2 separate regions of the Zea mays genome follow, and region 2 is linked to region 1. The links are chromatin contacts, called in public Hi-C maps. All regions are on one chromosome and are shown on one strand. Each heading gives the region's core, a stretch centred on a gene start, on an enhancer-like site or on the middle of the called end of the contact. The rest is flanking DNA. Distances are from core to core; before and after follow the strand shown.

Region 1 (7,132 bases), core at 1,613-4,112:
CCACATCAACCACTGTTGGTTTTGATGTCAGAAACTCACAATTATGGCAATTGTCCGGCAACACAAGGTGCTGCTTCTTGTCCTGATAGGAAAGTAGTCATCGTAATTGTCCATAAAATCACGCTCCGTGGGCATCATTGTTATTATCTGGGAATCATTGAGATCTTGCCTGGCAATCTCCCAGTTCCCTCTGTAGAGGAACGCTAAACCATTCATTGCGAGAACTAGACAAGAACACAAACAGCTTTATTAAGAATGCTAAAGAGATGAGTACCTGAAATTCATTGGTATACTTCCATAGTGAAACAGCTGTTGTGGAGAAGTATAACCTGGCCTGAATTGCTAAAGAAACATATCAAAATTAAATCCATAGGCATGTTTCCATAGTTGCACATATGTTAAAACTTAAAACTGTATCACCAGTTGAAATTTTCTAACCTATAAACAATATGCATAGATCTCCTAAAAGTTCTTACCTGCAGGCATATTTCACACATAGTGTCGCCTTTCTCATTGCACCAGCGCTGAATGCATTTCCGATGCGCATACTGCAAGAAAGGAACTAATAGCTTGATTTCATTCAATCACTCTAGCTAACTGAAAAGTACATCTTATTCTTAGTCCATTTCTCACACAGCATGGTAATATGTCCACTGTCAGAAACAAGAACGCGCAATAAGATCAAGAGCAGGGTGTTTCCGTTGCTGTTAAGCTTCAACTACATTCTTGTCTTGCACATACAGTGAGGGCACACATTGCGTGAAGGTCACACTCAAACAGATAGCTCCCTCCACCCCCCTATCTTTTGAAAAACACCAACACCTCCCCCTTCCCTATATATTTCAACGCACTATAACATCACTGTCAAATAGGAAGGTCCACTACATAACATAATAGACAGTGCCTTCTAAGCTACATTGACACAAACACAGTTGATTTGGTTCACAGATCTTGTCCCCGATGACCCTCAAGGCCTCAACCTCAAGTTAACATGGAACTCCCCCAAGTCCTAACTGCCCAACCTACAACATCTAACCCCAACCATAGAAGCCAACAATTTCTCATGCTAGGTCAACTATATTAACTAGTGCCCAATTTTAAAATCTAAAGAGGCCCAACATAATTGTACTGTAGCAACAAGTGGCAACAACTACATCTTCTACTGAAAAGAAGGATCGGCTTTTCATTTGACAACAGGAACTGTAAGACAATTTTTTAGAAACTGAGACACAGTTGCATAATCACCATAGCAAGATCATGAATCTGCTGTCTAACCAAGAGCATTTATTTTGGTCTCAAATAAAAAAAAATAGCGTGAGTAAAAAGGTCAGGTACCTTGAGGCTGCCACAACAGGCGCAGGGGGCCTCCATGCAGGTGTCCCAGTCCTCCTCCTGGCAAATCCTGCACTCCACCACCTTGGTCGCCGAGCCGCCGCCTAGCCCGCGATGGCAGTACTCGACATCCACCGTCTCCTGACGCAGATCGACCATGTGCTTCCCACCGCCGATCGCCGCCTCCAGCGTCGACTCTGTCAGCAGCCGGTCCACGATCAACGCGAGATGGTCGCCCATCAGTCCTACGAGCACGTGATCCATGGTTCAGTTCACAGAAACAATGCCACCATCCTCGCGAATTGCAGACACTCGATGCAGAAAAAGCAATCAAACGCAATCGCAACTGACAGATTGAAATTGTGTTTGAAACATCGGTAAGAGTAACCAGAGGCAGACCAAGAAGCCAAACCCAATGAGGAGCACGCGGTCGCAGGCGGTGGGGATCCAAATGTCCAAGGAAACCGGGCAACTGCTCCCTTATGATATAGGAACTGACTGACAGAAACTAACCGGAACCGCTTGTTGGAAATAATAGTAATTCATTTTTTAAAAAAAATATATATACCAAACTGATAACCGCAAGAAATGGGGATCAGATTAGTGGGATTACAGCCGCTGTGCCGAGAGAGGCCAAAGCTGTGAGATGTGGATCGAAACCGGCAAGTGTACCAAGAACAGGTAAAACCCTCCACGCTCGGAGCGCACGGCAACATATGGTGGGACGAATAAAAAGCTGCCACTTTTCTGTGGGAGGAGAACGAATTGATGAGAGTTGGTGGTTGCTAAATGCCGCACAAGGGGTGCGAGGAAAGCGCGTTTAATTAGCGTTGCATCGACGGTACACCACGGACAGAAGAAGAAGAAGAAGAAGAAAAAATGTCTGAACAGCAAGAAACCGAGACTCACCGAGGAAGAGGAGGCGCGAGCGGGGGGACGAGCAGGAAGGAGGGTGGGCAGCTGGCGAAGACACCGAGCGAGCGAGCGAGCTCTCAATCTCGAGGGTCTCGGAGCGTCTGGCGAGTATTAAAACTAACTGAGTAACACAGCAGCGCCAGGAAGAAGAAGAAGAGGAACCAGATGACGGGGAGAAGAAAAAACCAAATCTTTACCTTGTCCTAAGTACCAAGAACAGGGCTCCGGGGCCGGGGCCGGGGCCGGGACCGGGAGGAAGAGGAAGCTTCGAAGTCTGGATTCGGTGCGGGGTTAAGGGATTGGATTGGATTGGTGGAGGGGTTAAGGGACGCAAGAGATGGAGTGCCCTCGGATGTAATACACCGATGGAGGTGGAGGGGAGGCCAAGCTAGCCAAGCCAAGGCAGGCAGGAGGACAAACCCTCTCTCTCTAGTCTCTCTGCGCGCTGTGTGCCTCTCCTCTCTCTCTCTCTCTCGCTCCCTTGCAGCAGAGGTTTAAATTAGAAGAGAGGCAAGGTAAGGTTAATGGGTGGGAAATGGCACTGGTATCCTATTACATCATATCATATCGTATCATCGCCCGGCAACAGCTTCACTGAAACTGCAGCTGTTTTGTATGCTTCCGTAGAACTAGAATGGCCTCCTATTTATTTAGTACTTGGTCACTTTTCCCATTTGACTTTTTTTCCCCTCCTGAAAAAGGAGCCTTCTCTTTCGATCGTGGTAAATTGGTCATGCTTTTGGGTAGCAGTAAAAACAGTACTAGTAAGATTGCCGATATCGTCCTTAGGGCCCGTTCGGTTGTAACGGAATAAGCTAGGATTCATTCCAGCTCATCAAAATCTATATAAATTAGAGAAATAATCTGGCTAGAAATTAATCCGGGTCTCTAATCCCAAATAACCGAACAGGGCCTTAGACAGCGGTAATCCTGCTGCCATTGTCTAGTCTAGTCTAGTCACATTTATGGATGAGATGTCCCGATGGTCTGTCTAATAACGGTGCAACAATGACGGTGTACAGTACAGGAGTTGTCGCCGCGCGTGGAATGGCATGGGAGCTGCTAGAGCTAGTTATTACCACTGTAATGGACCATGGACGGCTGAGATGTGCCATCCATCATTATCCGGCCGGCAGGATTCTCCGTGTACTTGGAAGAACGCAGACGGGTTCCTTTTCCTTATCGGTGGCCCACCACCACCACTGCCCTAGCTAGGACTCGGAGCAGAGTAGTAGGAAGCAGTAGGCTAACCGCTTTGCACGCGTTTCCCGCGACTGCTACACCCACTACCCGTTGCCGCTAAACCACGATGCCCACTCTCCAGCCGGAGGCCTCCGGAAATTTGTATTCTTTAAAAATTCAAATCATTTTCAGGGTTGGATAGAATTGAGAAATTCTAAAGAAGATTTAAGTTTGACTTTCGCGTTGCCTTTTTCTGAGCGATGCAAATACGTGATGTCGAGTGATGGCTGGTAAACCTTGCGAGTTAATTAAAGGAGCAAAAAAAAACCGTCTTTGTCCTTTTAACCCTTGCAAACAAAGTTAGGGAAGCGACGAGAAGTAAATCAACAAAGAGGAAACGAACTCCATTATTTTTTTAAACCGAAAAAAAAATATTACTATCTCCACTATAGAATATTTGTTGCCCGCTAGCTTATTTTTTAATAACTAAATCACGACAAACAAAAAAGAACGGATACAATACTTTATGACGTGTTTGGTTGAGAAGCAGAAATGAATGGAACGGCTCCATTCTTATTTTTTTGATGTTTGGTTTCCAATAGAGGAGAGGAGTGACTGCTGGAGTCTATATATGGCAAATATTTGGGATGCTCTCGCTCTACCAAAACGACCGGATGCGAGCGCTCTCGCGTCCTCCCTCTCCTCCACTCCACACTCATATGACTCTCTAACCAAACAATGAACGGAGCGGCTCCGCTCTATTATACTCTTCAATCAAACAGAAAATAGAGCGGTTCCATTTTGCTCGCCAAACACAGAATGAAATGGCTCAATTCCTAGATACTGGAATGGAGCCGCTTCATCCGAGTTGGTTCCTGAACCAAACGCACCCTTAGTGATCTGTCAAGCGCCTCTAAATATTTTTTTCTTTCCTTCCTTCGGATGGGCTTATATTTCCAAAAATAGGTTCTGAGAGAGATTATTTGTTATCTCATAAGCTTGTAGTGATGAAAGCGGATTTATTTCGATGTCATCGAAATTAGCAGGTTACTCCGTACAAAAAGTGTGGGTCTAGTTTGCTTATTGTACCATAATTCTTTTTCATTTATTTATTTTATTATTGTTGTTTTATGTTGACGTGTCTTCCATGAACTCGGACTTAGAGCTATTATTGTTTTGTGACACTGCAATTTCAGCTGCCAAACTAAGCAGCCTTTGAGTTTGATGTCATCTCGATAAGATCTATTAGCGACAATACTATTTTTTTAAAACCTTTATATAGTTTCTTAACCCTTTTTATCGATTTAAATTGGAGATGATCTTGCTTTCGTATATTATGGTTCTATAGTTATTTTCTATAGCCTTGTTTGAATTATGACAATGTTTTTTCATGTCTTAGAGCTATCCACCAGGAGCATCTCGAATTGTTCAAAACTATTTTCACATAATCTGTGGCCTGGACAAACTTTGGTCATTGATTTGATGTCGGCCAGGATCTTGTTCTCGTTGGTGTTGTTTGATCATTGCAAGTATTTGATATACTTAATGACATCGTAGGATAGTAAGTAATAAATCTAAAGAAGTTTTTAAAATAGGTTAGTCCTTATTATTCGGTGCATATATTTATGTATATAAATTTTGTTTTCACCGAATATCGCCAAAAGATGGTGCTAAAATCATGTTCTTTGTACCGATGCTCGCCGGCCTTTAAACTAAAATCTGTCGCCAAAAGTATTTATTATTACATATGTAAAGATGTTTTTTTTCATAACGAGTCTATAAAGATTAAGCTGCATAAAAGGGTTTACTTGCTATCTACTTATCCTTTCAGAATCTCACATATTCACCATTTTGTAATCTAAAAGAGCCAATAGGTAAAATTGATCTCTCATCACCCCCTCAAGCCAGACCATAATTGAGAGTATCCTGCTCTTTTAGAAACTTGAGTGGTAGATTTATAATGTAGGTATTTCCTTTTAATGAATTCTTGTCATGTTCCATCCTGATCACTTGGTAGCTTAAAGAGCCGTTATTTCCACAGAAGGCATTTGTTATGAATCTCCAAATTTAAAATAGCCAGTACCCCCAAAGCATTTGGGAGACAAAGCTTTAGTTTAGACCACTTAATCTGCCTCATATCCTTTTTTTCCCTTTAAAAACCAAGTACTACCCTTTTTTTTCTGTACCTGAGAGAACCAATGGTAGCTCGTCGTCAACTCGACAAGTAGCAGCCGCACGAATTCCATTTCCTGATGACGTACCAGCCTCCGAAGTGACAGTTCATTCAGGTAGGGGAGTAGTAGTATACTCTAGCAGAACGCTGCAAGGATGCATGTCTGATTGGGTTACACGAAATGAATGCTGTGTCGATCTAGCGTCTAGTGCTGCTGCGTCGTACTGTACTACGTGAGCCAGCCAATGCATGTAGCGGCAGCAGGGATTTTCAACTAGAGATGTCGGGTGGCTAGGCTATGCATCCATCCTTTCTTCCTTTCAGTAGAAGAGAGAGAGAGAGCTCCCATCCCAAGTCCAAACAAGAACAGCATGTGGCCGGTCGACTTGTCCATTTCCACACCACCAACTCTCCCGAAAACTGGTCTGAAACGCGCCAAACCGAAACGATCTCGGAGATTGCCCAAAAGCTGGCCGAAAAGGGAGCTCAATTTGCTAAAAAAAAAAATCGCTCCTCCTGCAGCTTGGTTAGTCTTTGGTAGGAACTTTGGTTGGAGACTTGGGAGTTGAGTTGGTGAACCCCACAACCAATTGCTAAGCTGGGTCTCCTGCGGCTGCCATATGGAAACCGTGCAGAGGAAGCCCTGGTTGCTTAGGTGCGCGTGGTCTGGTTCGGTTGGACTATTCTCGATCTGTCTGCCTGATCTTGTTTGAGGAAACCGTGCGATTTTCTATGTATGGTGGACAATAGACAGAAGATTTGTTGGCCTGTTTTCTTTGGTTTTTGTTGTGTTCAGGTTGACTAAATACACGTACAAAAAAATGGTTACAACCATCGAAATTGGAGCAGGAGAGAACACTAGCTGTATTTGGTTAACCCAAAGCGAGTTGGCTCTAGTTGAAGAAAAGACGTATCTCTAGTTAGCCTAATATATTTATATGCTAATGCTAGCCATACGAAGAAGATATTTATGTCATACATTTTTACTATAGGAGAACGAGACAAAGAAACTTGTTATAATTTGCAGGTAGAAAAATATAGCGTTATAGTTTTCATGGGGACGGAGCTAGAGAAAAATTAATAGAGGTGCGACACTTATTTCATGCCATGTACTGTACATGCGTCAGGACTCAGGACCCCACGCCAGATATTTTTACAAAAGTAACGGTATGAATAATATACAATAAGTACTATTAAATTATTCATGGAATATATTTTCATAAAAAATATATTTAAATATGCAAATATATTTTTATAGATTCAGATAAATTTAACTTCTCGAAAACAGTTGTTTTTTTTTACCTTTTTGGATGGATGGAGTCGTCAGCACCCCTCCAGGATGCAGGATGGACCCACTGTTACCGAAGCGGCGAGACTATACAGCAGCCTTTCACCACATTCTTCCTATCCAGAGCTACTGCCATGAGATTGTCTCCAGCAACGTCCTCTATATACATCCTATATATCTGTCCTTTACAGTTTTCTCTAAAAGATTCCATCTCCTATATCTACTTTCTCTCCAACAACGTC
Region 2 (7,132 bases), core at 1,492-3,991, 66 kb after region 1:
ACGCCGACCAAAGCAATCAAGCTAATCGAGAAGACTCACTGGACCAGTTGGAAGAGGCTCAGGACATGGCCTTACTACACTCGGCGCGGTACCAGCAGTCCCTGCGACGCTACCACGCCCGAGGGGTTCGGTCCCGAGACCTCCAGGTGGGCGACCTGGTGCTTCGGCTGCGACAAGACGCCCGAGGGCGGCACAAGCTCACGCCTCCCTGGGAAGGGCCGTTCGTCATCGCCAAAGTTCTGAAGCCCGGAACGTACAAGCTGGCCAACAGTCAGGGCGAGGTCTACAGCAACGCTTGGAACATCCAACAGCTACGTCGCTTCTACCCTTAAGATGCTTTCAAGTTGTTCGTATACCTCATCCCCACGCAAAGTTTAGTCATCAAGGAAGGGTCAGCCTTGCCTCGGCAAAGCCCGACCCTCCCTCGGGGGCTAAAAGGGGGGAACCCCCTCTGCGTCGAAATTTTCAATCATAAAGGCTTCTGCGTTCCCCGGCTATATCAGTAGCAGGACCCCAAGAAGCGAACGCGGGCGCATGTAAGTGGCAAGGCTGACTGAGCCGAGGGACTCCTACGCCTCTGGGATACGGATACCTCACTCGTCACCTACCACGAAAAATGACTCCTACTTGGGCAAACCACCCTGCTACTGACGAACGGGGCCGGACACACAAAATGGAAGGAAAAGGAGCACGACTTTATACTACGATAATAAAGTGTTCGGGCCTCAGCGGCCGCAAAAGACACACGTGCATTCAAGGAGAACTGCTCCGGCAGAGTTAGGCGTTGCCCGGAGAAGGAGCCGCGCCCTCGGCTTCGTCTCCGCCTTCGGCAAAGTCCGCCCCGGCCTCGGGCGATGGCACAGGCGGGAGGATCTCTGCCTCGAAGGTGGTTGCCAGCACCGCGCTCGGGCCCGCGGCGGCCGCGTCGAGCCTCTGGACTTCAGCCAGGGCGGCTTCATCTTAGTCAGGGAGGCAATACACGAAGGCCGCGGGATTTCACCTCTCACGCCCGTCTCCCTCCGGCTTCTTCCCCCCTTCGCGCTCCGTCTCGCGCCGACCCATCTAGGCTGGGGCACGCGGCGATAATTTACTCGTCGGTCCAGGGACCCCCCGGGTTTGAAACGCCGACAATATATGTTGTGCATTTTTATTCTATAATTTAATTAGTTGCATACTAAATATTAGGCTATCCGTAGCGTTCCCTCTAAAATTTCCCCCTATATCAAATTTTTTGCGTCACATCATCAACATTTCACCCCTACGTTTTCATCTCCCGCAGCGGCCCCCTATATTTTCCTCTATACCCCACTACAACCATAAAATATCATTTTTTTTATATTTACTTTTCAACCAATATCAATTTTTCATCTACTAACAATTACTCGTGGACCCACTGCTACTGAAATAAACAGTCTCAAGGGTGTGAATAGTGAAACGCTAAATCTAGAGGGAGAGAGAAGGGGACCGGCCGGTAGGGGCCCTGTAGGGGGCAACGCTGCAGGCGTGGAGCGCCCCCTTCAGGCGCCATGCAAGGGGAGAGTGCTGGCTGGCGGCAACCACTGAAGCCAGCCTTATATAATGTAGAGTCATACCTAAATTTTTATCCATCTTCTGCCACTGCTCTGCAGAGCTTGTATATGATCGTATAAAATATTGTTTTATATTATTTGTAGAGTAAAATTTAAGATAGAAATATGAGGTGAGATGAAAAGGCAGCTCCGGGGATAGGCTAAGGGTCTGTTTGTTTCAGCTTATAGATTATATAATCTGGATTAAAATCTAAATTATATAATCTAGATTATAATCTAGATATATTATAATCTATATGTAGTTGTTTGGTAGTTTAGATTATACAAATGTAGATTATTCACAAAGACAACAATACCCTTATTGTTTATTTGAGGTGAGAAAAGAAGGATGACATATATTGTAATTTCTATTTACATTACCATGGATAGTGGGTCTTTTACCAAAATGATCTCAAATAAGCTAGTCTTGAGGAGATTATGAGATTATCATAATCTAGAGTTTAGATTATATAATCTGAACCAATAATATATGTGTTTGTTTAACTATTCGATTATTTACGCTGGATTATATAATCTGGAGAGATTATAATCTGAAACAAACAGGGTCTAAGGAGAGGGATTATCATGGCCCAGCATTTACTAGTAGGAGTTGAGTGGGGATCTGATCAGCCCCCTCAAGTAACCAGCATGTGCAACACACTGCGCTGTGCGGTAGCGGCGCGACGGATGTGAACAGTGAATATAACACGCCACCGGCAAGTTTGTAGCACTGCTCAACAGTAGAGTAGAGTACTCTACCAGACTACAAGCAGCCGAACGGATCCGAACCCAACTAGAACAGGTAGGACGACGACGGTGGGCGCAAGTACTGCGTGCACAACAGCTCCGATCCTCCCTACACGGCGTCGACAGCGCCATAGCCGTGTCTCGGGGATGGGATCGTGCAACGCTCCTGTGCACGTTGACCGTGTGATCCCTGCCCGGCCCTTGCTTGCGCTTCCATGCACGCACAATTGCACACTCTCGCCGTACTCCCAGGCTCCCAGCACTGCGCCGGCCATGGGGGCGCGGACGGCCACGGGGCGGGGGTAACCACAGTACAGACAGCGTCACAGAGCACTGGCGTCGGGGCGAGTCACGTCGCTACCGATCCCCACCCGGCGTGGGCTGGCTGTCTGACTGGGCCTGGACGTGCCCGAGGCCCGAGGCGGGCCAGCAGACACGACACCCAATAAGATCGCACTCACCCTAGGCCGAGGCCGGGGCCCGCGCGCATTGACCGGTCAAGATCCGGGGGGTGGCCCCGCGGCCAGATCCAGCGGGCCTCGTGCCCGTCCGTCGTCGTGCGTGCATTCATATCGCGCTGTCTGCTCTGCTTCCCCGTCCCCATCGGCCTCGGGAGAGAGCGACGTCTCAGGCCCTCCCTCCCCAGTCCCCACCCCACCACTCCGCCGCCTCGAGATACGCGCCGGCGCCTGCAGCCTGCCGCGGCGGTGGCAGGCAGCCACACCCCCCTCCGTACTCCCCGGCTGCCATGCCATGCCATGCCAGCCACACGTTGCCCGCTTTTCCTTCCGGTCTCGGCAAGCGCTGCATCTCGCTTCCACCGATGCGTTTATCTTCTCCATAAAACCAGCGGCCACCATGGGTTGCATTGCACTGCAGTGCAGCAGACTTGCAGGCTTGCGCACACCTGCACTGCCGTGCTGCAACTGCAAGCCCAGCAACCATGCGGAGACACAGCTCCGCGGGTTTTCGCATCGAATATTTTTGTTCGCAGGGTACTGCGGTACGTATTTTTTTCTTTCGAAAAATTAAATTTTTTTAAGCAACAGTAAAAGAGTAAAAGACTCTGTATACTCTTTCTAATCTGCATAAATAAAAAAAATAAAAAAGTTTCCTTCAACAGCTTATCAAAATGGGTATCCAAATATAATTATATTTTTATCCGGATTTCCCGCTAGCCAAATATTAAAAAAAATGTAAATGACTATGTAGAATATAAACAAGATATATAAAACATGTCGGAGATCGAAAAGATACCGAATGTGTTTTTTTATGCAAATGTCTCTCCAAATGATAATTGAGAGAGCGAAATTTTTTTAAAAAAAACTCTTGGACGGCTCTAAAACGTAAAATATGACCTCTGTTGAGTTAGGGGGTGTTTGGGAGTGAAGTTTTTCACAGTTTTGAAAGAATACTGCAGTATTCTCAAATGCTGCAGTATTATATACAGAATGGTGTTTAGCAAGTTGGCTAAAATCTCTGTTTTTTTAAAACTGAAGTATTGCAAATACTATAGTTGTTTTAAGGCATTCTAAACTTAGCTCTGGACCTCAGTTTTCAAAACTACGGTATTGTAAACTGCGGTATTGTCATGACTAAAGTATACTGTGGTATTTTAAAAACTTTGTTCCCAAACAGGGCCTTTAAGTCTAACTCTGTTTACGTCAGATCTACAAGAGGTGTGGATAAATTTACCGTGGTTTCACTGGATGTGGGGTGAAAAGATACCGAACGTGTGTTTTTATGCAAATGTCTCTCTAAATAATAATTGAGAGAGAGAGTGAAATTGAAAAAAAAAACTCTTGGTCTGCCCTAAAACGTAAAATATGACATCTGAGTTGAGTCCAACCCTGTTTACATCAGGCATAGTACTATAGTAGTTATCGGATCTACAAGAGGTGTGGATAGATTCACCGTGGTTTCACTGGATGTGGGGTAGAGACAGTGGTGCAGTAGCAGAGGAGAGGGGGTTTACAGGACTCCATCCCTTCCTACCCTAAAGAACCTCGGACCGAAGAAACACGAATAAAAACAGGATGCTTAGCAGCATGGGACGTCTCCGTTGATGCTGCGATAAAACACCAAATATAGTACACTAGACATGTAGGTGTGCACCAGGCATTGCACTACATAAGTCACCATACAAAGTACTTGGAGATGTTTGCAATGTGGTTGGGGCGATCTATAAGGAACCAGACATATTCGATGAAGCACAAGATATCCCACCCAATAGGGTACTTAAAGCATCTCCGTTAGTTTAAAAAAAAACTCCCTAAACTCAGACTTCCGCATTTGTATTGTGTTAGCTTAGTTATGTGTTTTACTTTTCTAACTTAGTTACAAGCTAGTGTATAGGTTTAAAAACTAGGATATGTAACTCCTTTTGTGATACAGATAGTCGTACTTAGTCAAAACGACACTTGCACATAATATAGCTGGGTCCTTTGCATAGATTTTTGTCGGAGAGCAAATCTCCGGCCGGGTGGCGGAGTGCACCCGCCCTAAATCCTAAGATGAGGAGGAGCTTAGGTGTTTCTCTTGTTAGTTAGAAAAACAGGAAGAACACAAGAACACACAAGGTTTTAGAGTGGTTTGGGCCGCCGGAGCGTAACACCCTACACCACTGTGTGATGTATTGTTGGTGAACTCGTATGAGTTTGTGAGTCTATCAGCTTGTGTGAGCCTGTGTTGTAACGTCGCATGTCTCCCCTTTTATAGCTGAAGGGGGCATGCACAAAGGTACTGGGTCCCGACATGTGGACCTATGGACATAATGAATATAGCACTTGGAGCCACAAATGTTTGCTGCTGGGGCAATCTTCTTGTGTCACGATGCCCGAGATCTGTGTATCCTCGGCGTGCAAGGGAAGCTTCTTGTAGAAGGGATGATGAGTACAGTGCGCCGCTCGGCACGGGCGCATTGTTCACCAACAGACTGGTCAGGCGCGCCGTCTGCTGGATGACTCTGACGCCGTCTGCCAGCGGATTGGACAGGGCACATTAAATGCTGAGAGAGCACGTCGCCCGTCAACGTGGTGGCAGGCGGCGCGTCCTCTCCACAGTAAATGCAGAGGCTGCACGACTGTGTGGGCCTTACGTCAGGCTCGGCCCGTTGGTTTATGTCACGGGCCATAAGCCACGCGGCAGCAGCGGGTCTCCGCCTGGGCGGGAAGCGTAGGGCAAGGCTTGGACACGTGCCGGCACCGGACCCCTTCTCATGTCGGGGTCCTCCTCGTCCCGGGACCTTGCCAAGGCACGGACCTTACTCGGAGGGACCTGGCATGTCCTCTTGGAAGCTCCAGACCCGTACGTACAGGGGTCCGGTGTACCTCTGCGGAGGTCCGGACCCATCGATACACCCTTGGAAGTATTATCTTTCCTTGCCACATGGTGCCCCTAGACCTGCCCATGTGGTGGGGTCGGGTGCCGCTCTCTGCGTGGCCTGTAGGTGTCGTACGGGTGCAGCGCCTTCATGCCGTAGAAGAGGGTACCCCTAATTCAGGGTACCGACAGTGGCCCCTGGGCCCGCCTCAGAGGAGGATGCGAGTCTGCAGGTGGGGCCAGAGTCTGATTGGCGGTTGGCCTGCTGCTCCTGCGCACCTATTGATGTAATTACTGTCGGCCCGCCTATGGTCATGCCGACTGCTACGCCTATTCCCACGGCTGACTGGCCCGTGACCTTCGTACTTAATGTCACTGTTGGGCCATGCGTGGGGTGCCTCGAGTCGCTGCACTGGTTCTGAAAAACTTATCTTTTCAGACTTCCGCGACGGCCCCGAGAAGACGTGGCATTGGCGCGAGCGGAGGTGCGATTTTTCCGCACCAGGTAATCGGCGCGCCGGTTGCATAACATGTGGGTCTGGGCCCCCGTGCTGGACCGTCGGTTGCAGCGAAGCTGAGGGGGCGCACAATCGCGGGGCGGTTGTACGCTTCTTGCGTGGCGGTTCGCCTTTTTGACCGCTGGTTATGGCGAAGATGAAGGGGCGCTTAACCGTGGGGCAGTTGCATGCCCCTTGTGTGGCGGTTCGCCTTCTTGACCGCTGGTTGCCCCGAAAATGAAGGGGCGCATTACCGCGGGGTAGTCGCACGCTCCTTCTTCGGGTCAGTCTGTATGACATGTGGGGCCTGGCCCCGTGTCATAAGGTGGGAACCTTGGTGCACGTCGGGGGAGACTTCGCCCGTGACGCTTCGGGGCGCGAGTGGGGAGATCTGCCTTTCAAAAGGGGTCGATCCCCCGGGCAGTAGACATGCCTCGCTCTTCTTGCGACCATCACGCCCTTCCGCCTTCCGAGCCTCCAGATGGTGTGCGTCGGTGTTCTCTAGAGGGATCCGTGTCAAGGTCGTCCCTTCCGGCGACCTCACCGCCGGAGAGCTTGCGCTCGTGGTGGTGCCGCCGATCTTACCTTCTTCTTGCTGCTGTTGGAGGAACGCAATCCCGTGGGGGTTGGTGCTCTTCCGCCATCATTCGACTTCAAGGATTTTCATCACGCAGCCCGGTCGCAACCTCCGGCCGGTGGTCATCCACAAGGATGACTACCAGCCTTGTGGTGGAGAGAAGCGAGCCGGGCTGTGGCCTCCCCCCTATCCTCAGCTTCAAGGATGTTCATCATCCGCGCTGGGGAGGAGGGCGAGCCGAGTTGGGGCCCTGCCCTCCGCATGGGCTGGCGACCCGCTTCTTCCTCCAGCATTCGAGGGAGAAGGGCGTTCGCCAGCCTTGCGAAGGAGGCGAACTCAGGGTACGTGGGGCCGGCCGTCTGAGGCGCCGTCAGCTGCCACGTGTCTGGCTCCTCGGCCTGGGCGGCTTTGGTGCCGCCTCC

What was found. A called contact is a pair of places that touch in the nucleus more often than the background predicts.
Region 2: a contact with region 1 is called in a Hi-C map of leaf, with 4 times the contacts expected there. The contact joins the enhancer-like site here to the promoter of LOC100194121 in region 1. A contact is called at or near these places in 3 of 25 Hi-C or Micro-C datasets (bundle sheath, ear and leaf).

Annotation. Positions count from the first base shown.
Region 1 is chr8:10,717,140-10,724,271 of Zm-B73-REFERENCE-NAM-5.0, forward strand. It overlaps LOC100194121, which reads right to left and starts at 2,863. Exons shown (of 9, transcript NR_183225.1): 1 at 2,445-2,863; 2 at 2,242-2,348; 3 at 1,336-1,577; 4 at 477-548; 5 at 275-334; 6 at 40-190.
Region 2 is chr8:10,782,855-10,789,986 of Zm-B73-REFERENCE-NAM-5.0, forward strand. No RefSeq gene overlaps it. Among protein-coding and RNA genes, the nearest start is that of LOC100192882, 27 kb to the right of the region's middle. Within about 2 kb of position 2,742, at least 20 of the 20 cell types and tissues checked have an H3K27ac peak or open chromatin away from gene starts, as enhancers often do. A contact at or near this core is called in bundle sheath, ear and leaf, where this site is marked.